2 separate regions of the Sus scrofa genome follow, and region 1 is linked to region 2. A link is a contact called in public Hi-C data. All regions are on one chromosome and are shown on one strand. The core of a region is the stretch at or near the end of the contact, and the rest is flanking DNA. Distances in the headings are between cores, read along the strand shown.

What was found. Hi-C and Micro-C count contacts between places; a contact is called where the count stands out from the background.
Region 1: a Hi-C map of liver shows a contact between it and region 2, with 2.6 times the contacts expected there. The contact joins two enhancer-like sites. A contact is called at or near these places in 2 of 47 Hi-C or Micro-C datasets (liver and skeletal muscle).

The regions. Positions count from the first base shown.
Region 1 is chr13:127,878,708-127,881,407 of Sscrofa11.1, reverse strand. No RefSeq gene overlaps it. Among named protein-coding and RNA genes, the nearest start is that of TMEM207, 8.7 kb to the right of the region's middle. Within about 2 kb of position 1,252, at least 3 of the 83 cell types and tissues checked have an H3K27ac peak or open chromatin away from gene starts, as enhancers often do. A contact at or near this core is called in liver, where this site is marked.
Region 2 is chr13:127,646,811-127,649,510 of Sscrofa11.1, reverse strand. No RefSeq gene overlaps it. Among named protein-coding and RNA genes, the nearest start is that of P3H2, 76 kb to the right of the region's middle. Within about 2 kb of position 1,435, at least 11 of the 83 cell types and tissues checked have an H3K27ac peak or open chromatin away from gene starts, as enhancers often do. A contact at or near this core is called in liver, where this site is marked.

The DNA of each region.
Region 1 (2,700 bases), core at 3-2,502, 230 kb before region 2:
AAGGAATACATTTTATCTAATAAGTATACCTTTGAATCAGAAAAAGCAATGCATGTGTGTATGAGTGTGTATATATAATTTAAAAGGAAAAAGTCTTATTTATCAATTCATCTTATATGATTCACCATTAGCTTTTATCATCCATTTATAAGAATGGATGAGAGTTAAGCTACTCAGAAGGAAAGAAATTGCTAGTTGTTGATTTTCTTTAACGATTCTAAGCTACTACGAGTATAATTTCCTAATGCTGTTGCCTGGGAGTCATAAATGTCACCACAAGTGTAATTTTTTGTTCTTATTTTGATTTCTATTGACTAAGCCTTTCCCTTTTCAGCCACTTAGTGTCACCCTATCACAACCCAAATTACAGTCTAAATTACAAAGACAAAGTGCTCCTTTCCTCAGCCATGGTGGAATGCAGACTTCATGGCGCATGAATTGCTCCCTAGGGCATGCAGTAGTCAATCTTTAATTTTCTTTCAAATTCCTTATTTAAGAGAATTCTTGGCAAATTTATGTGATAGAAAAATGAACATTTTTGCTTTTTTGACATTTTGGTGCATTTATAGTCTAAATTATTTTCATCATTCTGTTAAAAATCGGGTTATTAGCATGTCTAACATCTGAGTAATAACCAAGTAAACATATGATTAATTATTAATAATACGCTGAAGTACATGTATTCCTTTTTATGGATTTAGGATGTTAATAACAACTAACACTTCACTTGATATTTTCTCCAGCCAGAGTCAGCTCTAGAGTCACAACTGATCATTGTGTCATCTTACTCCCAAACCTTCTAAGCAGTTTTATTTCCTGAAGGGAAAGACTTGTTGGTCTCTTTATTCTGAGATTCAAGGCCAACATAATCTGGCCCTGCATACCTGGTGCTAGCTCCATTGGAGTCCCTTGGTTGCCATTCCCCAACTGTATCTTCCACAACCTTGACTTTCTCTGAAGCCTGACTTTCTCTGTTACTTCTACCTGAGATGGCCTTGCATTTCAGTTTACCTCCATTCATCCTTTATAATGCATCTTGTCTCTATCTTCAATATCATCTCCTCCATGACATCTGCTATGAAGTAGATATAACATTTTAAACACAAAACACCCCAGGTCAGAAAAATGTTTTAATCATCATCTGGTTAATACTACATTAGTGTGGAGAAATGTTTCCTATAATCCATGACGCCCAGAGCACATTTCTTCTCAAGTCCTATTGTCTATAACTAGGTCACCTATCAGACCTAAACTAATTATTAACAAGGCAAATGAATGGACAACACAAATATCTGAGCCATCCATGGGGTTGAGAGAAGAACAAATGGTTCAATAAAACCAGTGTTACAAGAAAGAAAGAGTAGATTTTTAATAGTTAGCGATAGTTGTTTTTAGTTCTTTTCAATGCAGAAATAATTGCCAACTTTGTAAACCGCAATGGAATTTTCATTACACAATCATCAAAGAAAAACCTGGTCCACTCAGTCTGTGATAGACATGAGAAATAGACTTGAGATCCCATGTCTTTACTCCAGTAACTGGCATTCCTTGCGTACCAACAAAGGTCTGTGGGAGCAAATCTCACTGAGTGACCATCACTGATATTCTTCAATAATAGGATGTTGACTCTGTACCCATGTCTAAAAGGCAATAAGTAGAAATTAAAGGAAGAAGAGGAGCATTTGCGTATGCATAGGGCTGGCGGTCACAGTCATATATTTCAATTCCACCTCTGTTACTTCCTAGCTGTGTGAACTTTGGCAAGTAATCTAAGTTCCATAGCCTTATTTTTTCCATCTGTAGATGGAATGATTTTAAGTAAAATTTAAGTATGGCAAGGCTGAAGTGAATCATTTTTTTGTAAATTGCTTTGCCGAATGACAGAGCTTTAGTAATTAGTAGCTGCAGTTAATACAATCTCTTTGGATCAGAAAGTCATGACTTTTGTTAATACAAGGTATGGAAATAAGGTAAACTTCCTGCAGCATGTATTCTTTCTACAAACCAAACTGAGCCAATTTCTATATGGATGGTTGGTCCAAGCAAGAAACATTTGCCTTTTACTGTCATGACAAAAAAAGTTAGCAAAATTGATAAGCTCTGAATTTTCCCATTATGTCTACTGGATTTTAAAAAATATGACAGTTCAAAATTATTTTTTGATTATCCTTTCTAAGAAAACATTGACTCTAATTTTAATATGAAAGGGAGAAAATCAGGAACCCCAAAATGAAAGTGGGGAGGAAAGTAATGGGAGATATAAAAGAAAATTAAGAATATATATCCCTCACATTGACAAGAGTTTGAGTAATGTTTTGTAAAATAAGATTTGGAAGTTAGAGTCCTAAGCTTTTAATATTTGACAAGACAAAACTTCCACTGAAATTTGTGAAAAGAACAGAGGTAGAGTTTAATATCTTCCACATTATATTTAACAGAGCAACAAACTCAGCTATTTAGCAACTGAAATGTTAATCCAACGGCTTTTAAAACATAACCAGATTTTGCAATTTTCAGGAATTCAATAAGGTTACCAGTTAATAAAACAACTTCTACTCCCATTCACATCTAACCTAAGCATGGTTTGTCAATTATTACCATAAACAGTGGCATTTTTAGCAAATGTTTAACTCTAAGTTATGTCAAAGCACTCTTCAGAGTGATATAATTTGTGTTAAATCTGCAAAGGACTATATTTAA
Region 2 (2,700 bases), core at 186-2,685:
CTGGAGAGTCCGCATTTCTAACAAGCTCCCAAGTGACATGCCCTTGTGGCTGGTCCATAGAGCCCATTTTGAATAACGTGGTAGAGACTTTAGTGTCATGTTGTAATTGGTTATTACTAGCCTGTATCAACAACTTTTCAGGGAAGAGTATTCTTTTATTTATTTACTTATTTTTGACAAAGAGTTGTTTTTTAAGTATTTTATTCCTTTTTACATTTTCAAATTAAAGTATAGTTGGTTTACAATGTTGTGCCAATTTCTGGATATTCTTTAGTCTTTACATTTTTTTTTTAATTCACCACCTCCTATTCTAACCATCCACATCAATTCGCACATCTGCTCATTCTACAAAAGCTCACTTAATATAGTGAAAGGGTTCCCAAGTGCCCAAAATGACAACCAACATTTTCACTGAAGTCTAGGTTTATGGGAAAATGATTTTTTTCACTAGGTCTTTAAGAACAACGATTTCACACCTAGCCCTATGTAGATCAGGTATTTGGAGATTGTGATGAGGCAAAAAAAATGTTTAAGTGCTTGCTAAGTTGCAAAAGAGAATTAGAGGGGATTTTACTTAAAAAAAAATCCCTTGGAAGTCAGTATATAACATTTGCATATCATGTACATTGGTATAATGTATACATTTGTATACTTTGTACAATTTATCATTTTCAGGACACTTTCACATATGTCATCCCATTAATCTTTTGCAAAAAGGTAGGCTGGGCAGGTATCATTTGGCCCATTTTACAGATGATGAAACTGGAACACAGAGGGATTGAAGTGAGTTGCTCAAGGTTGTCCTCATAAGAGTTGCTGCAACCATAAGACAAAGCCCAGTTCTTCTGATTCCTAACTCACTGCTCTTTCTTCTGCCTCCCTGTCCTCAGTGCTTACCACACGGACAAAAAAAAAAAAATTATGGTTTGGTTTGTTAAAGCCTGGTTACAAGTTTCTGGGTAGCAGCATGTAAAAGGTGTCAGACATCACAGTTTTGGTTACTGCAGGTACGCCATCCCCCAGGGGCCCATCAACATGGGTATCTCTCATACTGATCAGTTGAAAACCTACTCCAACCCTGGATTTTCAGATGATTCATCTGCTTGTTTAACTTCCAGCCAAGAATGCAATGTCCTATTCCTTCTGGAATGTTTACAAATGAGAGTTAGAGCCTGGAGGTGGAGGACAACTTGATTACTACAATCATCCCAAATGCTTCTTGGTTTTCTACTCTTAAAAATTATTCTTCTTACCTTTCTTCTTACTTCCTCTATGCTATGTCCCTGATCACCCCAACGCAGAGCAATCTCAATCTCCTTCTCTTTCCCTGCACATTTTAACTGCCCTGTAAGGAACACTTGTAAAGCATTTAGCATTGTGTTTTGCCTGTAGTGATGTTTCACTCAGGGTGTGTGTGTGTGTGTGTGTGTGTGTGTGTGTGTGTGTGTGTGTTCCTTGCCAAATTCTCTGCGGTCAGGGACAAACACGTTTCATGTTTCCTCTTATAGTGAATGATGGAAATAAGGAATAGAGGCACAGAGTGAAAACTTTTTTGAATTTGGAATCAGACAATCTGAATCAATTTCTCATTAGCCATAGGACCCTGAACAAGACATTGAAATTTGAGCTTTCGCTGCATCATCTAGGAGATAGAATATTAGTAAATAAATGAGATATGTATCAAATATGTTTAAAAGTACTTTGTAAACTCATAAGGGTTGTATGAATGTGGAGCAAGTATTTGTATTTACTTTAAGAATAATGTAGATTAAATAGGAGGAGTCTGCTGGTAACATCAGTCAAGGACAAATGTGTTTGCTCGCCCCCCACAAAAATCTTCATATTTCTATGTCCTGCTATGCAAAGAAATATAGCCACATGGAAACAATGTTATTTATTTGCTTTTATAAAAGCAGGAATTACAAAAGATTTATGATTCAAGGAAAGCTGATATAATCCAGATGCTAAAACTGTTCATTAGGAGCTGTCAACATTGTAGTTTCATGGAATCCAGCTAGTAGGAGGTAAGTTTTGGCTTAGGAAATTCCCCATTTAAATTCTCAGTATTTTTGTAGAAATATTAGGTGACATAGCATAATTCGAAAACCTCTAAGAATAGAAAAATGATTCGCTTTTTAGAATGAGGATGCTGAAGTAAGCAGAACTTGCATATTACCAGCTCCTCTGAAAGTGATCCTAAAACCCAAAGCCCCTATTCTCTTCCTCCTTATCCTCTTTCTGTTGCTACCACATCAAAATACTTCCTGTTTCTGGCCCTGAGACTATTCCACCCCATTCCTTCTCCTCTCTCTTATCCCATCACATACTAATAATAGTTGCTACGTATTTAATACCTACCAGGTGTCAGGAGCTGTCCTGGTGATCTTTGTTATTTGTAACTTTCAAATACATCTTGCCAGAAAGCTTCTGTTGTTCCATGTTATAGAAATCACAATCCCAAGAATCTCAAGTACATAGCTTACATTCCCTCAGTGGATCAGGCGACCAGGATTTAAACCGGGTCCCCAGTGATGCTTGGCCCCTGCTCTCACCAATCAGCATCACTGGACAAATCTCACCTTTTTTCTTTCAAGTTATTTTACTTTAATTACCTAAACAATTTTTTTCCATCACTTGAATCTACCTATAGACAACTTTCAAACGAAATTATGAAAACATTGAACATCCTGCAGACAACCA